Regions from separate parts of the Anser cygnoides genome. Here region 1 is linked to region 2. The links are chromatin contacts, called in public Hi-C maps. All regions are on one chromosome and are shown on one strand. Each heading gives the region's core, a stretch centred on a gene start, on an enhancer-like site or on the middle of the called end of the contact. The rest is flanking DNA. Distances are from core to core; before and after follow the strand shown. Region 1 holds the start of GC (GC vitamin D binding protein). Region 2 holds the start of LOC106043950 (16 kDa beta-galactoside-binding lectin).

Region 1 (6,215 bases), core at 2,323-4,822, 750 kb before region 2:
AAAAGACAATAAATGATCAAAATAAAAGCCCACCCATGACAACTGGTAAGGGGGAGAAGCCAATGAAACAGTAAAAACAAGCCCAGAAAGCCCTGTGCATTAAAAAATAAAAATAAAGAAGACACACACAGAAAAAAAAAAAAGACAGAAAAATATCCTGAAGTGGTGAAAAGCAGAAAGAGAAAAAAGAAAAAAAAAAAAGCATCACAGAGCATCACCTCCAAGCCCTCAAAACCATGGGCTGGTTTTAGGACTGGCTTTGCCACCCCATCCCCCTGATTCATTTCTTTGTTTTTTTTGTTTGTTTGTTTTGTCTCCCCAGGCAAACAGAAAAGCAGAGGCTGCTGGGGGAGAATTCCTGGGACAGGGTCTCCCCTGGGGCATGGGTGCTGGGGGAAAGGCAATTTAATCCAAAAATTAGATTTTTTTTTTTTTTTCCCCTTCTGGACCCCCATCCGCAATGGAGACATGGCATAGAGTTCTCTGAGCCCAGTTTCGCTGGGAAACCTTGCGTCTGGCTGTGGTTTGCAGCACATCCCCTCAATCGCATCCCCTATCCCCCATCCCACATCCCATCACACCATGGCTGCGTCCTGGGGGGTTTATTAGGAGCTTTTCCATGCCCGTGCTGTCGCTGAGGCCGGGCACGGGCCTGCAGGTGATGCTGCTCTTGGTGTTGCGACTGGTCCTATTCCTGGGCTGCCCTGGGGCTTGGTTTTGCTTGCCCCGGTGGAGCACGGCGATGGAGAGGCAGAAGGGGGCACGTTCATCTCTTTTTCCAGTAGTAGTAGGTGGCACAGACACGCACGTACCCTGCCAAGGCAACACAGCGGGGAGCATTAAGCGTGTGGCTGATTACAATTACACAGGCCGCTACCGGTCTTTTAACGGTCGTTTCAGCCTCACCTTTCTTCTTGCTCAGCGGCTTGTTGGAAAACCTCCGATATTTCCTGTTCCTGCGGCTGGGGGGTACCCTGTCCCAGCCGCCGCCGCTCCCCCCGTGCCGCCTGCCATGGCCCTGGAGGTGCCACGCCATCCCCGCGCCTGCTCGGCCCCTCGGCACCGTTCCACTGGTGGTGAGGAGGGGGTGCTGGGGAGGGGGCCCGTTGTGAGCGGTGGTGATAACCCCCCCGTTGCCAGGGGTGATGGGCAGGGGGGCTGGCCCCACTGCCTGCTCACAAAGGGGCGCTGGCAGCATCTCCCTCAGCATCCCACGATGCCCAAGGGATGAGCCGCTCACGGCAGGTTGAGGCTCCGGCCTCAATCTTCAGTTTTCTGTTTGTTTCATTATTATTTTTCCTCCCTCTCCTGGCCTTTGCCAAGTCCTCAGGGATAAGCGTTTATTTTTAAAGAGGTTCCTTTAAAATAAAAATGTAACAACTTAAACGCTGCTGAGACCATCAGGGTCTGTGCCAGACTTGGGAATGCAGCCCAGCTGCTCTGCAGCCATGTTGTTTGGGGCCAGAAAGGACAGAAACAGCTGCCCTAACCCCTCCTGCTCCCCTCATCGCTGCTCAGACCACAGTTGTGCCTTCCTTTGTCCCGGTACGACAGAGAAGCACCTTTGGGACAAGCCAGCACCACATGCCCATGAACAGGGATGGAAACAGACCTCTGGACTGCTTCCTCCTGGCTCAGCACCACCTTCCTCTGTGCCTTGCTTTCCGTCAAGTTTCAGGGGCTCAGCACACCCCAGGACCCTCTCCCCAGTGGCTCTCACCCCCCAACTCAGTCGTGCCCCCTTTGCCCCTCTCCCCGCCACCCCACAGCCCCTTTCCAGCAGCACAGCACTAGCAACCAGACAAGAGACAGGAATACTTTCAGGACTTTATTGGCAGGCTTGCACCACACAGGCAGCAGCGGGCCGTTTGGGGAGGGGATGCGGGGATATCACATTCTGCTGGTGGTGGCCAATGAGCAGGGAAGCTGCCAGTGCAGGAGCCTGCGGGGAACCGAGTTACTGGGCTGTCCTTTTCCTCCTGGACTACTGCAGTGGAGATTTGGGAGCTGTGGGGCAGAGAGAGTATCGTGAGTTCCCTGCATCACCACTGTGCCCCACCACTGCTGCTTCTCCACTGATAAACCACCACGTTTATCAGCGCTTCTTTCCATCACCCACACTTTTACTTCGCTTCATGCTGATGTTCAGCTGCTGCTGGCTTTTGCTCTGCTCCCTGGGGAAGCTGAAAGACAATCTCATCCTGCTGCAGCTGCGCTGGGGCTGCCGGCCACGCTGGTACCCTGACGTGCCCGATGTCGCCTCCATGCTTTCTGGGGTCCCCCCTCCAGCTGCCCCACAGATATGAACGTGGCAAGTTGTGAAGTCATAGCGCCCGGTGACGATGCAATAGGGCAGCAGTTGGTAGGCGCTACCCAAGTGGCCCCAAGGGAAAGAAAACAAAGGGGCTTGCCCCAAAGTGCCACCAAATAACTCATCCCAATGCTTCACCCAGTGTTTCAAATGCTATTTCCAATCAATTCCCTTTCTTCAAAAGCACATTTCTAAGGAAATAAATGGACAAAATTGCTGTTAAATGGGTTCTCTCTGGCTAGGGATTAGCTGGGAAAGGGTCTGGGTGATCTCCTGAGTGGCAACATCTGGTGCCTCAGCCATTTCTCTCCAGACACAGCTCAAATTAAGACTCAAAGCTGATTTTATGACGTGCCGCTGTGCTTATTATTGTTTGCTGGACTTGTTTCTGGCTTCTCATGAGCATGTTAGTGACTGTCCTACAAGAAACAGGGCCAATTTGGGGCTGTCAGCACCCGTGTCCCAGCCAGCAGGACCTGTGCAGAGCTGCCGTGTTTGCCCTGCTCTGCACCAGTGGATGAATCGTGAAGCATCCCGTGCTCTGGAGGAGTTCACAAGCTGTTACCCTGAAGCTGTTTATAGCGGATTCACACAGGATTTTGTTAAAAAAAGAATCAAATAGGTGGTAATTTAGCAGTGAACCAAGTGACAGCTTGAATCATGTGGGATAGTCAAAGGAGAAACAGAATATGTGTTTATACAAAAATAACATATTATCCATTTTTCTTCCACAAATATATGGCAACCAAACACTGCTCTGCTCTCTAGAGGTCATGAATGAATCCTTCCAAGCGTTTTAAGTTTGTTGTTACTCTGCACACCTAAAAAAAAATTGTCACTGTGCTGCACAACATTTCAGCTGGCATATTTGCTTCAGTGGGGTGTCTCGCAGGGGAAAGCACCCTGGCTTTTGCTGCATTTCCCAGCCACGATGCCTGCTGTCTGCCTTCCCCAAGGCTGATACCTGTCCGTCACCTGTCTCCACCCAAAAGAGCCATCTGCATCCTCACAAGTATCTGCAAGGACCTCTTATCAGGCTCAGAGCACACTGCTTTGCACTCATAGGATGCACGGGACACTTTCCCCCGTACATCTGCTTTTGCACGGGTCATGGGTAGAAACTCTCTTTCTGGAGTCCCATAGCAATGTGCTGCTGTTTTCTCTGGGTTAATTATTAAAATCAGCCCCATTTTAGAGGTGCTGGCACCCTGGGCCAAGGATGCTTTCCCCGTGTCCTGTTACCAGGATTAATCATTGATCCAACAACGCTCAGGAGCCCCATATAAATTCTGGTTTGGGTTTCCCACTGCTGCTTTTTGCACGGGGAGGGAGAGCAGTGGCAGTGACTGCTGTCCCTGCCGTGGCCACGCTGCACCATGAAGGCGGCTGTCACCCTCCTGCTGCTGCTCTTTGCCGCAACCCACGCCGAACACCGAGGTAAGAGCGCTTACCCCTGAAATCCTTGTACTGCGGTGGCTGCAATGGAGTTGTCACCCTGTACTAGACAGGGTCCATGATATCCTGTGTATTAATGTCAGTAAACTCAAAAATGGGGTTTTCCACCCCTGGCTCTTTTTTCCGTATGGAGCTAAGTGAATTGAATGTCTAGGACTGTGCTCTCTGCTCACAATGAGCAACATTTTGCTTCCTCTGCTGCTCAGCGGGGAAGCATAGACCTGCTAAAAAAAACTAAACAAACAGCCAAACATATGTCTTCAGTACTGGATTCTGAGAAAGAAAAGGAATTCAAGACTTCAAGACGCACCTACAGCTAGACACCCTGATGCTCATCCTGCTAGGACGGTCTGCAGGTTTCCCTTCCTTCCAGGGACCATCTCCCTGGTAATGACAGCAACAAATCCTCAAACAATCACAGCAAAGTGCTGTCTGCCCTCTTCATTCCCTCTGCTTCAGAGATGTATTTTTCTCTGCAGAAATGCTAGGATTTGTACCTACTGCTTGTAGCCACAGAGCTCTCTCTTGCTTTTCTATTCCCAGAGCTTTGCTTGGTTACCGGCAGACAAATCCCCCCCCAAATGGCCTCTAATTTCATGCTGAAAGCCCCAGAATTACCTTTTTACAAAAACTTCTTCCCCCCACAAGTGCAACCTTGCAAAATTACCCTTACCTTTTTTTTTTTTTTCTCCATACTGAAGCAATTTGACCTTTGGCTGATATAACGGTGCATAACCCTGTGGTTTGGGTAAAATGACCCCGTGTCGCATTGGTGGAGGCCGGGGCTGACACCCTGCCGAAAAAGCAAAGGGGAAGTAGGCTAAAGCAGAGATTTGGCAGGAGTGTGAGAGATGCAGACAGGAGAATGTAGCTGTGGCTGGGATCCCAAGGGGGGGGTGAGGGGGTTCTTTTCTGGTCCAAAATCCCCAGGGAAGATCATGTCAATATTGCAGCAGAGAGGCCAGCACAGTATCAATGTTTACCCTGACAGTAGCAAAGTCTAAGTGATGCCTTTTTTTGCAAGAAAAAATCAATACTGCGTCTAAGGGATGAAAGAGGGGCTGGGGATGTGTTTGCTGCTGCCTGCTCCTGACCTCCACAGCCCCAGATAAAAACCAACACTGTCTGTTTCAGCCATATAGAAATGTCCGTGTGGGTAAGGGCCGAGTGTGCTTGACATTTTCCCGCAGTTCTCTCAACTACAGGGAGGGTTCCCCCTTCTCCCCCTTGTTTTGGATGCAAACTGCAGCAGCACAACCCAGGCAACAGAGCCACTTCCCCCAAATGGGCTGGGCAGCGGCAGCATTTTCCCAAGCATTAGGGACTACAGCCTGGTCTGACATGAGAGGAGAAGCTGTTGCATGCTAAAAAACAGCCCTAAAGTGAATAAGGCAAGATTCCTGTTTTCAGATGAGACCTGTGTGATTTAGGACTGCCAAGAAGGGAAATGAGAATGAGAGTAAAACACAGACATGGTATGAACATCTCTGCATAAATATATGGGAAGAAGAGAAACATCATCTCAGCTCCCCAAAACAGCATGAAGTACTTAATAATGGTTTTCCCCTGCAAAAGGAGAAATATCTGAATTATATCCTACAGTAGGCCCAATGGAGCTGAGCAGTGTTGGTTTTTTATTTGTTTCTGCAGGGAGAAGGTTCATGGGAATGAGGCACCCACATAAGCAGAATCAGGGAACTGATCCCAAACTCTTCTTTTTCTGCATTTACAGGTAGAGCATATGTCCGGGACAAAGTATGCCAAGAGTACAAAACCATGGGGAAGGATGACTTCCGAACCCTGTAGGTACCTCCTACAATATTTACCCTCCCAAATTCAGCATGCAAATTCAGCATATAAGCCAAGGCCCCCCCAGAATTAAAAAATAGCTTGGAAACTGGCTGATTTATTTGGTCATTTATTCACTCCCTGCAAACAAGGGCTCCTATTACTCTAAATGGGCCTACCTACAGGAGAAAAGCTTGTTCCACAACTGAACTCCTCAAAACCGGTTAGGTGGCCAAATAGCAAGGAGTCGTAAGAGCTGGTGCACATCCCCCTGGCCATGGCAGCCCCAGCCTGAGATCTGCTCCAGGCAGAGACCAGTCACAGTTTTTGAGGATGTGCTGCTGGTTCTTGTGGGACTAATGTTGATGCTCTCCATGTGGTTTTGTTAGACTGAGTTTCATCAGGCTGATGTTGATGTAGGCTTTTAGAAAACACAGTGAGTTCATCCTCTTGTTGCCTTTGCTCCCAGGACCCTCATCATGAGCAGCAGGAAGTTCTCCAACGCCACCTTCGAGGAGATCAGCCACCTCGTGCAAGAGATTGTCTCGCTGGCAGAGACCTGCTGCACCGATGGCGCTGACCCCTCCTGCTATGATGCTGGGGTAGGTTGACCACTACCCTCTGTCAGTCCCTAAAACCGTGGACATGTTCAATTTGGTGG
Region 2 (5,982 bases), core at 1,062-3,561:
GAGAAGAAGGTGGTTTGCTCTGCCTGAGGTCAGTTCTAAGCTTCTGCAAAGGAATAAGATAGGCCCAGTCTGAACCACAGGTCAGTGTTTTAATCGCCCTTGCTCATGCACCTTGCAAACAGGGCCAGAGTGGGGCACTTCACATAGCCAAGCTGTTGGGCATTGACTTAGGGCAGGTCCAGTTGGTCAGCTTCAGCAGCAAGACTCTTCCCCTGCTGCCTAATTCCCTTTCGACTCCTGCCCCTTCTCCACCACTGGGGGAACCTGGCAGCATTAAGAGCCCTGAGCCCATCAGTGCCCTGTGCCAGGGCCTTCCACAGCCCCTGGGGTCTCACCTCAACCTTGTCACCGTGCTGGAAGGGGAAGTCAGCCTTCCTGTCCTCCTCGCCCCACGTGCCATCCTCCTTCGAGTTGCACACAACAGTGTTGACGTCCCCGTGGCAGTCGAAGCGAGGGTTGAAGTGCAGCATGAGGGTGCCGCTGTCCTTCCCCACGTTCACAGCAAACCTGGGGAGACAGAGGCAGTGCCAAGGGGATGCTCCAGCCACCCTGCGCCAGCAAGCTGAACCCAGCAGGAGCTCCATTACCCCCTGGCAAGGGTAGGAGTCTCCTGGACTGCAACCCCCCTGCAGTGCCACATCAAGCCATCTGCTGTCTCCTCACTCACCCTTTGGCATCAGACAGGATCTTCCCTTTGACCTTGATGCACTCTCCAGGCTCGACATCCAGCTGAGTAACAACCAGTCCCTGTGGGGCCAAACCACAGGAGTTAGTCTGTCATAAAGCAAGCCTTCCAGCGCTGCCTGGACCAAGGCACAAACCAGGTCTGGCAGACCCAAGGGCGTTTGCAGTTTAGTGCTAGGGCAGGGATTGAGTCAGCCCAGCCACCTTCACCAGGGAATCCAGGCTCACAGCCACCTGGCGCGTCCACCACCCCTCTGAGCACCACAAGCTGACAGTGAGGTGCTCACCCCACTGCAGCAAGGTCAGGGGGGTGATTTAGCAGCTGTTTTATCAACTGCTACAAAAGACATCCTCACAAGCAAGCTTGCGCCTTCAAGTCAGCAGCAGGCACTAGCACAGGTTTAATGGCAGTTACGCAGCTTTTATAACATTACATCCTTCCCCCTCCCTAGGCATGTCTCCAGCCTACAGGGGCTACCAAAAAAAAAGGTTGCGCACTTGTCTTAGAGCTGCATGCAGAAAGAGAGGGGGCAGTGGAGCCACTTCTGGCTGCAGCCCACTAAAGCAGAACAGCCCCAGGGAAGCTCTCATGGGGCAGACAAGGGCTTGTTCCTATCCTCAGAGCCAGATTATTCAGTCCCCAAGCCTCACACCTCCCAAGGAGGGCTTAACATCCCCCAGCCTCCCTCAGCAAAGGGGAAGGAGCTGTTTGGTGAGGTTAGGCATAACTCAAGCCATGCTTTGGTGCCTGTGCTTCCAGGCCCAGATGCAGTAATGCTGAGCTGCACTTAACCACGTGGCAGATAAAGCAGGGAGACTAACTTCAGGCTGGTCCCATTGCCCACTAGGGCTACTGCTCCAGCACCCAGAGCCCCCTCAGATGGCCACCCAGCCCAAGCAGTGCTCAGCCTCATGTCTGCTCCCTGCTTAGTCCCTGCTGAGGTCAGATCCCTGCAGCCGCTAAGCTGCTTATTGCTGTGGCACTAACACTGCCTTCTGGCTCTGCTTCTAGAGCCCTACAGGCACACAGCCTCCGTGTGGAGCAGGGGACAGACCTTTGGAGGAAAAGGGAGCTCAGGGCACAGTCAGCACACACTGCCATCCTGCTTTCCGCTGCTGCTGCTATACTGTTAGCCCCATCCTGTATCCAAAATGCGTTTTTCCAGAAGGAAAATAAGGAGCTTAAGGGAAAAAGGGCATTCAAACTGGTCCCAAAACTTTAGAGCACTCAAAGATACAAACATGCATTAAAACAGCTTTCCCACTTAGATAACATGCTAGAGAAGAGGGGGGAAAAGAAAAACGTCTGGTCAACCCTAACTGTTCCTCCCACAGCCACATATCAGTTGAGCATTTCCTCTCAGCTAATCCTTTTCCTCTCCTACCTTTGGCACCAAGCCCAAAACCCGCAGGCAGGCAGGCAAACCCTAGTCCTGCTTGGCACACCAGTCCGGCTTGAAGAGGGCACTCACTTGCTCCATGCTGCAGATCCCAGCCCCACCAGGCAGGACGCCCCCGAGCCCCTGCTCCACAGCCCAGCGTGACTCAGCACTCGGCTCCAGCAGCTTAAATCACTTGGGCAGGACCATCACATGATGGAGGGGGGGCGAAGAAGGGGATCAGTTGCAGCTGTTTGGGAGCTGGAGCTTTCCCAGCCATTTAAAGTGGGCAGCGGGAGATCTCTATTGATATTGTTCTTTGTGGGCAGGATGTGTGTGATTTTTTTAAAGCTAGCAATTGTTTGCTTCTGCGTGATCCTAGAAATCCTTACTGTAAGCTCTTCTAGCTGCTATGCAGTGTATGTTGGCTCACAGCCCGAGTGTGGCTCTGTGCCTGCAGCGAGGTGGCTGCTTTTTGTTAAGTGATCCCTGCCTAAAATCAGGGTTGGAGTCCTCATGTTACTGCTGCAAAGCGACTGCCTCTCAGAATATGTGTGTGCTCACCCTCTCAGCCTGGCCTCGTCCTTGCAAGGAGACTGGGCTGTCGGGAGCCCCAGGGTATGAAACATTACTGCTTACAGTACAATAAAACCCAATAGTTTGTGGAGTTCAGTGCCAGCGCTTAAAAAGTGCCTGAAAGTTAAGGCTGTTGGTGTGAGGCACTACTAGATGTGAGAATTCAGGCTGCAGCTTTTAAAAAGTAGCGTGATCTCGCTGGATTGATTCCAGTCTCAGACTCCAAAGGGAAAAGAGAAATGCTTTTTTGGCGGACAGAGAAGTTGGGCAGGGTTGACTGCAAGCAGCGAGGAAGGAGGCTGTTTTCCCAGCTGGTCCCTAACTCCTGCTGTTCACCTTTGCTGCATCCCTTACAAGCACACTGTCCCTGCCCCGAGGGGCTTTGCAGAGCAGGGAGGGGAAGGTGGGAGCAGCGGTGGTGCTATGTGTGTCTGCGTGGCCAGGTCAGCTGGGTGCCGCGTGTAGCTTTGGGTTAGCCTTAGCAGGGTCCTCAGGCCTCCGTGCCTCAGTTTCCCTCATGCATGAAGGGACACTAATGACTTGCAGCTTCACAGCTCCACTTGTACAACTTGGGTCAGAGCTGCTGTGTAAATGCAGCGCGTTACTTGTTGGTTAAGCCTTGACTGGCCTGTGAGATACAAATCTGCAGATAACATTAGGGTGGGCTGTGTGGGGCAGTTTATGACACCGAGCGCAGGAATTTATGGCTAGGTAGCAGAAGGAGACATGCTGCCATGCAGGAGGCTGCTGACACTTCAGCAGACCGTGCTCGCTGTTACACGAACAACATCCTGACTCCTGACACCATCCTTCACCCCAGCTCCCCCCAACACCCGTTTCTGAACATTCCCGAGGCATTTCTGCATCCCATATGCTTCCGGGCGAATCAAAGCTGAGCTGCATTTGAACTAGAAAGTCACAGGTCTGAATTGGAGCCCTGTGACTGGGGTATATGAAAGAAGGCAAAATGCTGACTAAAAGTACTGGTGGGAAAATCCCACACGTCCTCTGGCCTCCAGCTCACTCCCTGGCCATAACACGTGTACACGAGGGCCACGCTGAAGCCAGGAGTCAGCTGCAGGAGCAGACCCTGTGCCCATAGTGAATGCCACCAGGAGCAGCCCCCAGCATGGGCAGCGTGGAGAAACCCCAAGAAATTCCACCTTAAGTTTGCCCCAGTCTCTGGCACGATGTTAATGGGGATCACGTGTTGGAGGCTTTAGTTGCAGTTGTTCCCCTGTTTGCTGCCACGTGTGAGGGGTTGAGCAAATTCTGTTTGGTCGGTTGGGTTTTTGTGTTTGTTTTCCATTCAGCTCTGCAAAACCCCTGGAGATTTCTCCTCCTTTCAGTGCTGCAGTGTTTTTTCTGGAGGCAGAGCTGCTGCCAAGTTGGGTTGTAGTGCTGGGGGCACACAGTGCCATAGTGTTGTGCACCCCAACTCCCCTTCCACAATGCACATTTCTCGTGAGCTGCTTTTTTCGCCTGATATCTCCTCCTCCCACCCTTTCGTCCAGACAGGGAGCTATCTGTCTAGTAACACACAGGAGACCACACTGTTTGTTTTCCTTGAGTGCTCCGCACTGGCAGCCAGGCTGCATTAGCAGCAAACCCTCTGGTCTTGCCCCTGATTTACAGCGCTCCTGGTCTTAGGTCCCGTAAAATCAGCAGTGTTTAGTCTCAGACAGCAGTGCCAAGATGCCAAACCGCCCTCCTTTATTCCAAGCAAAAAGGCAACAGTGGGGAGGCAAAAGAAGGGACGTCTTCCCTTTTGCAGCCTCCAGCAGGAAAAAGTGGGAGAAACTTCCCCAGTGTGTCTCCTTCCCTTCCAGGGAGTTTGTAGAGGGGCAGAGGCTACAAAGCAAGGCCACGCTGCCCAGCCTCATCCCATGAAGGACAGGAGCGGGGGTGCGGAGGAGGGCCGGTGCTCCTTCTGTCTGGCTCCCAGCACAAGCAGTAACTCTCAGGGCCTGCAGCCTGGCGAGCTTTCCAGGAGGTGGTGCACCTGCCAGGCAGCTCTGGCAGAGGCAGGGAGAGTCTTATCTTGCTCTTCCAGAGGGTGATGCCAAGGGGAATTTTCCCCAGGGGTTAGTTAAGGGTGCCCTCGCAGCACCTGGCTCTGAGGGCTCACTCTTGAGGGCAGGAGGCCCTGCCCAGCACCAGGTCCCCAGCCCAAACCCATAGTTTTTCTCTCAATTTGCGCAGACTGGAGGAAGGCAGTCAGCCAGTGTGATTTTCTCCTAACAGTCCCCAGAAATGCCGCAGATTTGCTTTTAAAAATATAAATGCCAAGCAGATGTAATGTGCTGATTATTGCTCTTTTTAATCTTCTGCAGGAGAAGGTACACCCTAGCCCTTGGCAAGCCTTATCTCTGGTAATGACTCCTGTCACTAGAAATGACATGCTACAGGAGAGCTCTGATTTGGGGAGGGCTGAGCACACACCTCTGCTGCTGGCTCTCTCACGGATGCCGTGGCCATTCTCGTCATTCAGAACCTGCTGCCTCATGGCCCAGGCAGCACGTAGAGGGGTGCCTGGCCCAGAGCAGGGAAGGGACCCCCACTTTTCCCAGGGCTCAGTATGTACCAGGAGGAGCAGTTCTGCTCGCCGGCAGGGCCTGCAGAGCCAACACAGGGAAAGCTGCTCCGAGCAGCAGAAACACTCACACTAGGGTCACTTCTGCTGGCCAGGGAAGGACAAGAAACCTCCCCAGTACGTTTTCACTAGGGCAAGGATTAGACCGGAGAAACAAGAAGCACTCCTCGCTTTTCTAGTGAGCCAAAGCCTATGTTGCTCCGTGGCCCAGTTCACTGAGTACAGACAGCTCCTTCCTCTTGTGCTTTCCTTAGCGAAGATCTGTGTCAGTGTCTGGATGGGATCCTGGCCTCAGCAACAACCCCTGGTTTCTCTTGCAACCTAAATAATTTTGCTAGAATGGAAAATGTTTCTACAAGGCTGTTACCTATTTAAGGCTATTTGGCACTTCCACTTAATCCTCTGCTACTGCTGTTGGTCTGATTCTTCCTGTTTTTCCTTTGGCAAGTTAGTTTGGATCTCCTCTCAGAAGTTTGTACCTTTTTGCCTGTTAAGTACTCCTAAACCCCGAAGAGTTTTAATGCAGTTTCTCTGGACCCTTTGCACCAAAGACCCCTTACACGGCTGGCTACAACCCTGGAACCACCATGGTGTCCCCAGCTCTGTGCTATCCACAGGGAAAGCTTCGGGGCTGGCCTGGAGACCAGAAAGAAAATGGAGCCCTCCCCACACCCCACAAGGAAAATCCTTGAGGCTGCTCTGGAGAAGACCAGGCATGACTTGGGAGCCACAGCCCAGTCTGGCAGGAGG

Evidence for each region. Hi-C and Micro-C count contacts between places; a contact is called where the count stands out from the background.
Region 1: a Hi-C map of liver shows a contact between it and region 2, with 2.4 times the contacts expected there. The contact joins the promoter of GC here to the promoter of LOC106043950 in region 2. A contact is called at or near these places in 2 of 7 Hi-C or Micro-C datasets (both in liver).

What each region holds. Positions count from the first base shown.
Region 1 is chr4:65,069,393-65,075,607 of Taihu_goose_T2T_genome, reverse strand. It overlaps GC (GC vitamin D binding protein), which reads left to right and starts at 3,572. Exons shown (of 12, transcript XM_013193799.3): 1 at 3,572-3,748; 2 at 5,499-5,568; 3 at 6,024-6,156. The coding sequence starts at 3,688. LOC106043994 (a long non-coding RNA gene) reads right to left here. Exons shown (of 3, transcript XR_001212047.3): 3 at 3,997-4,559.
Region 2 is chr4:64,318,427-64,324,408 of Taihu_goose_T2T_genome, reverse strand. LOC106043950 (16 kDa beta-galactoside-binding lectin) reads right to left here and starts at 2,311. Exons shown (of 4, transcript XM_013193722.3): 1 at 2,157-2,311; 2 at 668-747; 3 at 336-507. The coding sequence starts at 2,165.